Linked DNA regions of Mus musculus: regions 1 and 3 are each linked to region 2. Evidence: chromatin contacts called from public HiChIP or PLAC-seq and promoter capture Hi-C data. All regions are on one chromosome and are shown on one strand. Each heading gives the region's core, a stretch centred on a gene start, on an enhancer-like site or on the middle of the called end of the contact. The rest is flanking DNA. Distances are from core to core; before and after follow the strand shown.

Evidence for each region. Promoter capture Hi-C pulls out the DNA fragments that hold promoters and counts their contacts. HiChIP or PLAC-seq counts read pairs in DNA pulled down with a chosen protein or histone mark.
Region 1: an H3K27ac HiChIP or PLAC-seq map of embryonic stem cells shows a contact between it and region 2, with 4 times the contacts expected there. The contact joins the enhancer-like site here to the promoter of Fbp2 in region 2. A contact is called at or near these places in 5 of 39 promoter capture datasets (the 3T3-L1 cell line, the C10 cell line, hippocampal neurons and 1 more), 5 of 115 datasets of contacts at active chromatin or transcription factors (embryonic stem cells, large pre-B cells and stem cell-derived neural progenitor cells) and 1 of 9 other capture datasets (adipose tissue).
Region 3: a promoter capture Hi-C map of the HPC-7 cell line shows a contact between it and region 2. The contact joins the enhancer-like site here to the promoter of Fbp2 in region 2. A contact is called at or near these places in 3 of 39 promoter capture datasets (the HPC-7 cell line, cranial neural crest and neutrophils), 1 of 115 datasets of contacts at active chromatin or transcription factors (fibro-adipogenic progenitors) and 2 of 9 other capture datasets (adipose tissue and liver).

What each region holds. Positions count from the first base shown.
Region 1 is chr13:62,262,071-62,266,611 of GRCm38.p6, forward strand. No RefSeq gene overlaps it. Among named protein-coding and RNA genes, the nearest start is that of Gm19792, 87 kb to the right of the region's middle. Within about 2 kb of position 1,736, at least 11 of the 459 cell types and tissues checked have an H3K27ac peak or open chromatin away from gene starts, as enhancers often do. A contact at or near this core is called in embryonic stem cells, where this site is marked.
Region 2 is chr13:62,856,399-62,860,554 of GRCm38.p6, forward strand. Fbp2 (fructose bisphosphatase 2) reads right to left here and starts at 2,002. Exons shown (of 7, transcript NM_007994.4): 1 at 1,730-2,002. The coding sequence starts at 1,899.
Region 3 is chr13:63,409,132-63,413,828 of GRCm38.p6, forward strand. The region is part of intron 1 of Fancc (Fanconi anemia, complementation group C); the gene reads right to left. Among named protein-coding and RNA genes, the nearest start is that of Fancc, 20 kb to the right of the region's middle. Within about 2 kb of position 2,315, at least 78 of the 459 cell types and tissues checked have an H3K27ac peak or open chromatin away from gene starts, as enhancers often do. A contact at or near this core is called in the HPC-7 cell line, where this site is marked.

The DNA of each region.
Region 1 (4,541 bases), core at 486-2,985, 590 kb before region 2:
ATGCCCCTAGTTGATTGCAGATTTGCATTCATTCTCCTGGTCATCTGGCCATACCCTCTGCCCCTCTTCACTCCTGACCCTGAACTGCTCCCCCCTCCCCCCTCCAAGTCCCTCCCTATTCTCTCTCCCACCTTTATTTTTCTAGTGATCTATGGATGATTTGTGCACCTAAAGCCCTATTGCTTGTTAAAGAGTGGAACTCTCCTGTAAATGGTAGAAGGAGCTGCAGGCAAGGATGATATCCGTATTTGGCCATCTAACACAACAGGATCAGTCCTGGTACCATATACACACAACCCTTATAAATGCACTCAACAAGTTTTATTCATATATTTGAGCAGTCATATTCGCACATATGTATAAAGGAAGAAAGAAGTGGAGAAATATTTGGGATAAAGAAATGACAAGGAATTGGGTAAATTGTTGCAGGATATTAGATTATGTTTCATAGAAAACCTAATTGGTAGCCACAGCTTCTGGTTGCAGCCTACATATTAAAAGGGCATTGAACATGGTTGGTTTTCTCTTTTTCTGCTTGTCCAACTCTGGCTAGCAAAATCATTTTTTTCTGGCATAAGAGGCTCCTTCTTGCCAGGCAGTGGTAGCACACACCTTTAATCCCAGCAATTGGGAGGCAGAGGCAGGCAGATTTCTGAATTCAAGGCCAGCCTGGTCTACAGAGTGAGTTCCAGGACAGCCAGGGCTTTACAGAGAAACCCTGTCTCGAAAAACCAAAACAAAACCAAAAAAAAAAGGCTCCTTCTTTGAAATTCTGATATATATTGAAGACCAGCTGAGACATCCAGGCACAAGGACTGAACCACTACTGGATTCTTCAAGTTTGCATTGGTAGATAACCATTGTTTGTTCAGTTGAACCACATCCTGTGAGCTATTTTTATATATCCATCTTCTGCATACACAGAGATCCATGCCATCAGTTCTGTTCATATAGAGACTTTTAACTAGTACAGCTGAGTTTCTTCACACTGAGCAAGATGTGCTGGCTAATAATATTGCTCTAGAGTGATTTTCATGTTTCCTGCTATTCTCCCATGGTGGTTTAGAGTCTCATAGGTAGCAGGTAAAGAGTAGTTGCAGTTTTCCTGATACCAGTATGAAGTCACTAAACCAAATATGTTCTGTTTCTAAAATCTCTCTTTAATTGTTAGAACAGTTCTGCCTGTGGATTTGATAGTTCACTCAGATGCAAGTTGAATAATAGACTGTGCAAGTTATCCACCTTGATTCCAGGAGGAAGAAGAGGAAATGCCTGCTGAGTGCTAGAAAACAGAAAGATAGGCTATGGGAGGACAAGCACAAGTGCTACTGAAACGCAAATCTTTTTAGATCTGGAAAGGGTCAGCTCCTGGTGGAATCCTGGGCCCTAAAACTCTATGGTGTGTGCCATCAGCACACTCTAACCCCAAGGAAGGTGCTCATGTCATTCAAAAGTCACTGGCCAATCAGAGCCTCTAGGCAGGTCCTCTGAACAGGAGAAGAGGAGGGTTCTTCCGGGTGCTTTGTGCCATGCTGCAGGTTCAGCTCCATTGCTGAGTATGCAGGAATTGTTGGTTTGATATACTCTGATCTCTGTTGCTTCACAAGCTCCCGAGTCACAACATGGTGAGCATATGATTGCTGCTTCTAACTTGATGGACCAGAGGGATTAACAGCGGGAGCTGTGGTGGTGGACCCTACCATGTGCTGGGTGGGAACCAGTGGCCAGATGCAGCCACTTCTGGGATTTCTTGTGGTCCCAGCCATTCGATTTACTCTGCGGTAGCATCTGAGTAACTTCGTTATGGGAGCTGCATCTGCACGAACCATTTGGTCTTGTGTGTAGAAATATCCTTGGTAGGTTGCCGAATTAGGAGAAGGCCACATTCTCTGGTTTGTTCTAGAAATTGTGACTTTGACATTTAACATTAAATGTAAGATCCATTTGGAGTTAATTTTGTGACGGTTGTAAACCCCATGTCATGTGCTGTGTAGCACTCCAATATTAAGCTGTGATGAGAAGAGTAGAATCAATGACGTAAGGGATTTTCAGTGCTTAGGAAACAGTAAGTCACACCACAAAGAATTTACCTGAGGGAGGATTGCCTCTAAAACACGTTACAGGTAAGCAGTATGCTAACCTGGTGTCTTAAAGATTGGGATGCTAAGATACACATGTTTGTTCACCAGGATTGTCCAGAAATGTGGCTCCAGATCAAAACAAAGGCGACAACCCTAGATTAACAACTAGCCACCAGGCCCTTCCCCAGATCAAAAACCAGGTCTCGCCGGGCAGTGGCGGCGCACGCCTTTAATCCCAGCATTTGGGAGGCAGAGGCAGGCGGATTTCTGAGTTCAAGACCAGCCTGGTCCAGGACAGCCAGGGCTACACAGAGAAGCCCTGTCTCGGAAAAAAAAAAAAAAAAAAAAAAAAGAAGAAGAAGAAGAAGAAGAAGAAGAAGAAGAAGAAGGAGCTATCAAGCTTGTAGGTTTCCCTAAGAACATGATGTATTGGTAAAAACACAGAGCTCCTTTTCTAAAACCAGGCATATGATTGGGAGTGCTGGTAATGGTCTGGGGCCAGGCTCTTTGGAAGGGAGTTTCTTCAGATTCCGAGAATCCAGCACTTCCTACCACACGGCACTTATTTTATCAGTTCTGAGAACACTGTAGGCATGGCCAGCAGTGTTGGTGAGATATCCTGTGTTTCCCTTCCCAGCACTGTTTGATTAGATTACTCCTTAGTCTGTCCCATTACATGGTAGTTTCTTAGTGAAAGTCTCCTGCTTTTTATTTCCCCCACCCCCACTCCCTGTCAGTAGTATGAATGCTGCTATTCTTTGGGGTTTTTTGGTTGGTTGGTTGGTTGGTTGGTTGGTTGGTTGATTGGTTGGTTGGTTTTTCGAGACAGGGTTTCTCTGTGTGGCACTGGCTGTCCTGGAACAAACTTTGTAGACCAGGCTGGCCTTGAATTTAGAAATCTGCCTGCCTCTGCCTCCGGAGTGCTGGGATTAAAGGCCTGCTCACCACCACAGCTGGGCAAATGCTGCTTTTCTTAAGCTTACTTAGCATAAGCCTTAGCTCCTGGCCACCTCACTGCAGGTTTTCTACTTTCCCTATCTTTGCGTTCTCTGAGACCTTCCACTTAGAACCCTTAATGCTGAATGACCTGCTGTTTCAGGACACTAGTATACTTAAGAAATAATTCTGGGATATCTTTGCTATGTAAATCTCCCATCTGCCTAAGTGCTAGATCAGCAGTAGTCTCCAGTCCATCTGTAAATTGTTGATAGCATAACCGGGGGTGAGAATCTAAAAGACACATAAGGATGACAGCGTATGTGGGATGCAAAATATTTTTTAGCCCAGCTTCTCTTTCAGCCTTAACCAGAGCTAGATGAATGCTATTTCTATAGAGGTGTTTTTTTTTTTTTTTCCCGAGACAGGGTTTCTCTGTGTAGTCCTAGCTGTCCTGGAACTCACTCTGTAGACCAGGTAGCCCTCGAACTCAGAAATCCACCTCCCTCTGCCTCCCAAGTGCTGGGATTAAAGGTGTACACCACCACTGCCTGGTAAGATTTTTTTTAATTAATATTTTAATTATGTGTTGAAAGATTTCTTGCCTGGAAAAGCATACTAATTCTAGAACAGCTGGATTTTCAGCCCATTACAAAAATGTTTGTGATACAAGCTATATTGCCTAAGAGGGCACTGATCCCAAAATCTTCCCAGGGCAATGATCTTATTTTCCTCTTGATTAAATTTTCTAAATTCTTTTTGTTGTTGTTGTTGTTGTTGATGTTGTTGTTGTTGTTTTTTTCGAGACTGGATTTCTCTGTGTATCCCTGGCTGTCCTGGAACTCACTCCATAGACCAGGCTGGCCTCGAACTCAGAAATCCGCCTGCCTCTGCCTCCCAAGTGCTGGGATTAAAGGCATGCGACACCATTGCCCGGCTTCTTTTGGAATTTTAATGGAGATTTCGTTGAATCTGTAGATTGCTTTTTCACTTGCTTTTTTTTAAAAAAAAAATTATTCCAATGTATCTTATATTATTTGAGGCTATTGTGAAGGATGCTGTTTACTTGATTTCTTTCTCAATCTGTTTGTCATTTTTCATAGGAGGGCTACTGATTTTATTTGAATTAATCTTGTATCCAGCCACTTTCTTGAAACTGTAGGAGATTGGTAGAATTTTTTTGGTCATTTATATATAATGTCATGTCATCCTCCAACTAGGATACTTTGACTTCTTCCTTTCCAAATTATATCCCCTTGATCTCTTTCAGTTGTCCTATTGGTCTGGCTAGAACTTAAAAGTACAATACTGAATAGATATGGAAAGAGTAGATGTTTTTGTCTTGTTTATGATTCTAGTGAAACTGCTTTGTGCTTTTCTCTGCATTTAATTTGATGTTGGCTATAGAACTGTTGTCAATTTCTTGTATTATATTTAGATGGGTCCATTGTATCCCTGCTCTCTTTAAGACCTTCATCATGAAGCAGTGTTGGATTTTGATGTAGGCTTATTTGGTGTCTAATG
Region 2 (4,156 bases), core at 752-3,251:
CACATCTGTAAACCACGAGGTCCTGTCACGATGCCTAAAGGCTGGACACAGCTGCACTGGACAAGGCCAGGGTACCTGCAGCCCCTGTCTCCTCCCCACCCCCGTGGCTGCTCTCTGTGTGAGGAGGTTAGGGTTTCCCCACTATGAAGAGCAGTCCAGGGACCTAGGACTCTGTCTGACACCACTTCCAGGGCTGAGCCTGCCACCAAGTGGTCAATCACCACATAGGCCAGTCTGTAAGTTTTTCCTCGAATGGTCTCAGAACCATGGTAGCTAATAGTGGGGCATGTCTTGAGTATTTATCACTGTCAGAACCATAGCCCTAATGACTTACTAACCCTTGTAACAGCCCTTTGTGTTAAAACTATTAGTAGCTCCCAGATTTACAAACATGGAGGTCTTAGCGAGAATAAACCATATTCCACAGCTACAAGGTAAGAAAAACCAAGTTAAATAAAGCACTTAACTATCTAGACCTTCATGGCCCTTGGTCGGATGCTGAACCACTGAGAAGCAGACTGTGGCAGATACACAAGGAACGCTGCCAAGAGAGTTGCTGTGGAGCCGAGAGGCCTGCACGGAGGAGGGGTTAAAAGTGTGGGCAAAAGTCCTGAGTGGCCACAGGAAACCGCCCTAATTATAGCAGAGCGGGAACACAGGAGTAGCAAAGACGCTATCTAATGTTACTCGGGGATGATCTTCACACATGCAGGCAACGCCCATTCTGGAAGCATGTTCTTAAAGGCAGAGAGCGCTTGGCCGTTCTTGCCGAATGAAGTAATCACACAGTTAAGGGACAGCACGGGCCGGGGAAAGAGCCAATCAATCATCTTTAATTTGGGTCCTGTTATCTGTTCCTAAACACGTACATAGTAAGCTCTGTGGTGGTTTTATGATTGCAATTATGAAATTAATGCTGTCACAGTTTGGGAATAAAGGCACCACACGATCGAGAATAAACATTTTAAATAGGTGGACTTTGTTGGCTCTTCTTCGAGGGTCCCCCCCCCCCACACACACACACATGTATGTCCCTTCCTTCGACTTCAGAGGGGCCCTTCACTGGAATCAAAATGGAAGTCCAAAGGAAGTGATTTCTTTTCATCATGCCTTAAAACCGTACTCCTGGCTGTGGCCAAGAGCAACTCCAGCATGAACGTGGCCCTGTTTTGCAAAAGAGAACCAAGCAAAGGTGCTCTGCTGTGCCTGCCCCAGCCCAGCCTGTCCAGATTCCTGAACACCACGTGAAGATGGAGAAAACTGAGCCAGGTTCTTTTCATGACAGTCAAGCCCCCTTAACCTGTGTTCTGGTGATTTCTACCCCACAATACTGACAGAGGTCATGACAACTGAACACACCTGTACGGGGTAAAAAAAAAAAAAAAAAAAAAAGGCATCAAAACACATTTTAAAGTCCCATTAAGACTTTGCAAATATAAGTAATGAGAATTCAATATAGGTTTTGAGGCAACAAGCTATAGTGTTACCATTATAATCCCAAGTAACCGGTAGTCACACTTTTCTCTGCAGTTTGTTGCTAAGCAGTTTTTCCCTTTCCTTGCAAAACATGCCAAAGGCTGCTTTATCAAAGCAGGCTTAAAGAATTTAAATGCAGTGTCCTTACGGCACAAAGAGCAAATTAGCTTTGGACCCCGTTTCTAGCACAAGCACCGGTCTGTGGCTTCCACACCCTGGCTTGGGTTGCCTGCGCATGCTCTCCAGGACTTACAGGTTGGCCAGGCCGGCCTTGCGCACTGCGGAAGAGATGGCTTTGATGGCAGTCAGCATCGAGTTGAGCAGCTGGGTGAGTTCTCCGGTCCCTTTGGCCTGTCGCCCCTTTTCCATAACGTAACGGGTCAGGGTCAGCATGTCTGTCTCAAAGGGGCTTCTGTCCGTCATTGTGCAAATGAGATCCCAAAGCCTCCCTTTGCTCCTTGTAGAAATCCTTGCTCTCTCAAGGCAGCAGCCTCACAGCCTACTCGTTGAAGACACACCTGCACTTGACTGTGCCAAAGTCCGAGGGAAATGAACCCCACCCCACGTGACTCAGATAGCCGGACAAGCCCTCAAGGAAACTTCCCTGGCCTCCCTCCCTGACGGTGGCAGCTGCCACAGTGCAAGAAGCAGGCTGTAAATAGTACTGCGCTACAGGGAAGGGCTGGCCTCAATCTCTACACCCAGTTTTGTTTTGTTTGATCCTAAGAAGCCAGGATCAGCCACAGGTGAAAGAAGACTAGCTAATAAAATGACTCACAAATTCCTCCTATGGGAAGCAAGAGGGCTTTCTGCAGCTAGCCGCCACTGTGTGTCATTCTGCACGGTTGAGACTCTCAGATGGCATATTGGCAGATTCTTTATCTGGGGCATAGGTCACATAACAAACTAATGGCAATCCCAGGGTGACTGGAGCAAGAGTTCTTTCAGGCTTGCTTCTATTAAGCATGTGTAACTGGAGGGATGAGGAAGATAATATTACATTCCTAGCAGAGTGTCTAGTCTCAGGGTTGATTTGCCAGTTTCTCTGGATTTTTATTTTTATTTTAAAAACCCTTGATTTGAAAACATACATCAGGACCGCACTGGCTGCTCTTGCAGAGGACCTGGCTTTGGGTCCAAATACCAACTTTTACTCTAGTTCTGGGAAGCTCCAGTGCCCTCTCTGACCTCCAGGATACCAAGCATGTAAGTGGAGCATGTGTAGGAGACAGACACACGAAATGGTCTCATAAAAAGGTGACCCGTCCAGCAGGTCCAGTTATTCGAGGGTCTCGAGGGGACCTCCTCCTAAGAACCAAATGGGGGGTAGAGAGGGACGAGGGCCTTGTGCGAATAACGACACGGAGACCTTCTAGAATGCATCAAAGCCCCCAAATGTATTAGTCAGGCCTGAGGTTTAAATGCACAAGCAAAAGGGGAAGTGCCTTTCAGCAGGAAGGATGGGGCAATAGAATTGCACAAGGAAAAGGGGAAGTACAGATACTTATCAGCGGGAGGGATGGGGCAATACAAGCAAAAGGAGAAGTACTTATCAGTGGGGGAGGGGCAATAGAATTGCACATTCTTAGGCAGTTACACGTGGAAGCAGGAACTTGGCGGTATCAGGGTATCTTGAGGTCAGGACATCCGCGCTGACTTAGGGCTGGAACAATCTGTGGTTGTTCTCGGAGCGGTGTGCCGGTGGCCCGCTTTTGACCCTCTTTTCTTCTCGGGGGAAGAGGCCCAATTCAGAGATCAGGACAATAGTGTTATCTTAATAGCTCCCAACAAAAACGCTTAAAGAAATACTTTTTAAAGGTGACCTAGAATTAACTGCTTAGAGTTGGCCATGCTCTCTGTTACTGTGATATCCTAACTTTCTCTGATGGCAGACAGACCTGGCTCTGGGTCCCAAGCTGGCTACCCAATATGTGGATTAATTTGAGAGTAATGCTCAACATGTAAGACTGTGCTTTCCTCATAAATTCAGACAACAACTGGTGGAGTGGCTCTAAGTATTCAAAATCAGTCGGTGTGCCTGGTATCCAACTCGGTGTCTTAGAAACCTATATCCTTCCAGCTCTTCAGTGTACCTAGAACTATAAGCATACATATAAATAATTTCAATATCTCCACCTACTTGGAGAGCTGAGTCAGGAGAATTCCAAGTCTGGGCAATATGTCAAGACTCTCTATCAAATAAGTTAGTCAACAAAACTGAGGGTGTGCATTTTGCCTTGCAATTTTATATCCTCCCTTGATAATTATTTCAATTAAATTTGTTTGGTGGGGCTGGTGAGATGAATAAGCGGTTAAGAGCGCTGGCTGCTGTTCCAGAGGTTCAGTTCCCGAAAACTACATGGTGGCTCACAACCATCGACAAAGGCATCTGATGCCCTCTTCTGGCCTGCAGGTACACATGCAGACAGAACATTCATAGCTCAGAGAAATTTGTACATGACTGTATTTTGGTCTTCCAGGCTGTGGCTGTTGCATCCTCTCAGGTACTCAAAGGTCCCCTTTGAGAGCCTCATTCAGAGGCTGGAAGGATGGCTGGATGACTGAGTTCATTGGTGAAGAGGCTGGAAGGCTGGCTGGATGACTGAGTTCATTGGTGAAGAGGCTGGAAGGATGGCTGGATGACTGAGTTCATTGGTGAAGAGGCTGGAAGGCTGGCTGG
Region 3 (4,697 bases), core at 1,065-3,564, 550 kb after region 2:
ACTGTGTGTATTCTCTTCAACCAGCTGTGAAGACTTAAAGAAACGTGATCTGGGTGGTAGCTCTAGGGCTTTCCTGCACTCTTCAGACAGGTCCCCAGTGTTTGGGGAATGAGCTTCTCCCTAGCCTGATTGCTTTTAGCCACAGCAAGGACCAGTGCACAAAGCAATAACAGAAGCCCTTCAGCAGCACTAGGAGGCTATTCTTCAACTCAAAGTCTGCCATCCTTACCCTTAGACTCAGGCACAAACACTATTTACACTCTCCATCAGCACACCAAAAGCCTACCCAACAACTCAAAACACAGCGACTCTCACCCTCCGCCTCACCCACCCCCACCACTCCCACACTACCCCCACCACTCCCCCACCCCTCACCCCTACCCTTGAATAAACAATGACAACCTACTACTGCCCAGGCAGTTTTGTCTTCATCTCTGTAGATGACACTGCAGGCTTCCAGTTAAGTCCATTAGAAAAAGTGCTGAAGAACACATTAGTATTTTGTCTTGAGTTTGGTTCTCAGTGGCTGTTATAAAACAATGACCAAAAGCAACTTTAGGAGGAAACAGTTTAGTTGGTTTACAGGATATAGCCACCATCAAAGGAACCCAAAGCAGGAGTTCGAAACAGAAACAACAAAATAGTGCTTAGGGGTTTGAACCTCGTGATTTGTTCAGCAGGACCACCTCCCTAGGGGTGGCACCACCAGAAGTAGGCTGGACCCTCCTACGTCAATCATTAATCAAGAAAATGGACCACAGACATGCCCAGAAGCCAACCTAATGGAGGCTCCCTCTTCCCAGAGAGAATAAGTTGACAACCAAGGTTGGCTCTAACATAATTAAAATATTAGACACTGGCCAGGCTTGACGGTGAACATCTTTGAGCCCAACACTCAGGAAGCAGAGAAGATGAAGGTGGATGTCTAAGTCTGGTCTACAGAGCCAGTTCCAGGATAGCCAGAACTACACAGAGAAACCCTGTTTTGAAAAGTCAAAAAAATAAGGAAGAAATTGTCTTCTTGCCTTTGTCACTGGTGACTTGACTCTGAGTTTACTTCTCCTCTCCATCTTTGCTTCGAACAGGAATTTATCACTCACCAACAAAACCAAGAAAAGATGCCTGCACATTTGTAGGAAGCCATTTTACACTAGGAACTCAAACACACTTCTAGTGAAAAGGCTCCTGCTCTCAGGCAACCTGTGGCCAGTGAGTAAGATCAAGGCCTGTATATCAACAAAGCTTACCTAAGCAGGGTTTCTCACTCTAAGAACAGCTGAGAGCCCCAAGGACAGGTTCAAGTTATTTTTTTTTTTAATCCTGTTAGGTATCACAAACATAAACTAGTAAAGTCCTATGCTTTTAATACTTGTAAAATTAAAAACTAAAAATCTGTAGAAATTTAAAAGTACAGTTTTTACCCATGTAAACACTTGAACAAAGTCCACATGGCAAATGTCTAAAATAAGTGAATTCAATGGACAAGAGTGATTTGACTCAGGTGATACCGTGGTCACTGACATTCACTTCTGACCAGCTTGACCCTGACTCTATGGGCAGTGTGGCATTGCCAGCCACTTCCCTCTTCAAAGCAACAACGGAATGGCAACCTCAAGGTGAGGTCAGACGCTATAAACACTTTCATCTCTGTTCTTTGGTAATGTATCCCAGCATTTCAAGCAGAGCTACTTGTGTGCCAACACAAGCAGCTAGAGGCAATGAAAGTCCAAGGCAGTACCTGGTTAGGCAATGGAGGTGTCTGGAGACTTTTTTATTTTAATTTTATCTTCAAAAGGGTAAAGAGTAAGTACAATCTTTCTAGACAACTTGAGCATGCTAATGAACCCCACCTACTTAATCGTCCTTATCTTCGGGGGCCTGCAAGCCTCAGAAGGAGTTCCTGTAACCGTGTGCTGAGGGCCACTGGACTCATACAGAAGCAGCTTTCTTGTGGTTACGTTTTAGTTCTGTATATAACCAAGTACCTAACTTTGTTTCCTTTACACTCTCAGCCCATGGCTTCCTGTTAAGACAGCACAAGAAATCCTCTTTGATGGGCTCTCTACTCCAAACACAGCGACCAGACGGGACACATCAAAGAGAAAACCCAAAATGTTGTGGTGAAACTAAAAATATATATAAACACTTCCTGAACTGGAACCAGGACAGAAACATAAAGATTCTACCTCGGGAGGAGTTTTGTGCCTCTATGCTTAGAAACCCAAACCAGGCAGAGAACTGCAGGCTAGGCAAGCTGAGAAGGGGACATCTGAACTGACATTTCCGAATGCAATGCCTTTTCACTCAACCCAGCCTGTTGGTGCTGTGCAGTTCGGATCAACCTGATCCAGGCCTCAGCCAGCTTCCTAGAGATGAACTGTCTTATGGCACTGCAGCACCACCTGCTGAAGAGCCAAAAAAAAAAAAAAGAAAAAGAAAAAAAGTCAATCCACAGCTGAAACTGGTTGTGGAGGGATGGCCTCCACATCATTCCAACCAGCTGCTTTCTCTTGTTTTTAAAACTGAAGCCAGTGCTTGCCCAAACTGCCTGAGAATAAACAGTAACCCCTCTTACTTCTCCCATTGCCTGTAATCACCACAGGAAGATGTGTCTGCTTCCCTCACCACAGCGCCAGCCATCTCAGGAAAGACTGTTAGACTCTATTCACATTTTCCATGGGGCTAAGGACACAGCTGAGGCAGCAGAACACAGCCAAATCAACCCTTTCCTCCCCAGCTTGCTTTTGGTCATGGTTTTACCATAGCAACAGTAACTGTAACTAAGACAAATTGGTACCTGGATCATGGGATATTGCTGTGACAAATCTGACTAGGTTGTTTATTGGAGGATTGTTTATTGGAATATTTATTGGAACATTAGGCTAGAAAAGCCAGTGAGTGTTCAAAGCTTAGTGAGCTATTCTGAGGGAACGTTAAAGATAAGATTATTCAGAGCAGGGGCTGGAGAGATGGCTCAGTGATTAAGAGCACTGACTGCTCTTCCAGAGGCCCTGAGTTCAATTCCCAGCAACCACATGGTGGCTTACAATCATCTGTGATGGGATCTGATGCCCTCTTCTGGTGTGTCTGAACAGAGCAACAGTGTACTCATATACATAAAATAAATAAATCTGGGGAAAAAAAAAGAATATTCAGAGCAATGCAGACAATGGAGTCCTGGGAAGCTCCAGAGGGAAGTTTAAAAGCCACCCAAAGACTCTTATCAGGGCTATTTGCTACTCTGAGCTGATAATCTGTGGTTCTGGTTGTCTGGGGCTAAAGAGTCAGCTGTGATTAACAAAGGACGAGAGCCACTAAAATTAAACCTTTGCTGGGACAGTTGATGCTGGTCAGCTGGAGCGAAGAAATCAGTGGTAGTTTTGTTGTTTGTTTGTTTGTTTTTAAGAGACATGGAAGGAAAATCTGCAAAGTGTTTCCCCAGAGTTGGCACACAGAAGCTGTGTTTCAGAAGTGCCCAAGACTTGGTAATGTGTAAGACCATCCAGTTGGTGCTAGTTTTGAAGGCATGAAAGGGTCATAGCAAGCAAGTGGGGCTTGGCACTCTGAGAAGCCAGGACAGGCCATTAGAAAAGGTACAGCCTTAGTAGCAGTTGAAGTCCTACGAAGGGATCGTGGAGACAAGATGAGGCTTGGCATGAGGAAGAGAGCCCTGAAGAAAATCACAGTCCAATTACAGCAGAGACCCCAGCATTTTGGAGACGCCAGTCCATGGGATGTCATGGTCATCTTGTATGGCCGCCAAGGACAGCAACAGCAGTGGAGTGGAGGCTGCCAAAGCCTGGAGGACAAGTTGTGTATGCTGTAGAAGATGGAGCCAGAGAAGTGGTTTAAGCCTCTGGAGAAACCCAGAAGACTGTGAGTGAATCCCAGCATTGGACATTGATTTATTTACACTTTTGAAGTTGGTTTTGCTTTGTTCAGATTGTGACTGTGCCCTGGTTCTTCCCTCTTGTAGAAGGAAAGTATTTAATTTTCATTTTTACAGGAGACCTTGGTTGAGAGACTGAACTTTTAAAAACATATTATGAATTTTTAAAAGACTGAATATTTTAAAGAGACTGAACCTTTAATATGTTTGAATTTGTAAAGACAATGAGACTTTTAACGTTATATTTTACATTATGATATTATTATTAACATGCCATCTTGGGGAATAAATGAGAAAGAAAAAGCTCTAACTGAAAAGTGATGTTTGAGTGTCAAGTTGACAAGAGTGTCCATTGTGCTGGCTAGTTTTATGTCAACTTAACACAAGCTAAAGTCATCTGAGGAGAGAGCTTCAAATCAAGAAAATGGCTTCATAAGATCAGATTGTAGGCAAGCCTGTAGGGCATTTTATTAATTAGTGATTGATGTGGGAGGGCCCAGCACGTTGTAGGTGGGGCCACCTCAGGGTTGGAAGTCCTAGGTTCCATAAAAAAGCAGGCTGAACAAGCCCTGTGTAGCAAGCCAGTAAGCAGTGTAGCTACAAAGGAGCATTCCTCCCTGGCATCTGCACTAGCTCCAGCCTGCAGGTTCCTGCCCTGCTGGAGTTCTTCACTGCTTTTGATGAGCTATCACATGGAACTGTGAGTGAAATGGACCTTCTCCCACCACTACCACCAACTTACTTTTGGTTATGGTGTTTAATCACAGCAACAGTCACCCTGGGACATCAACACCCACATGGCGACTCA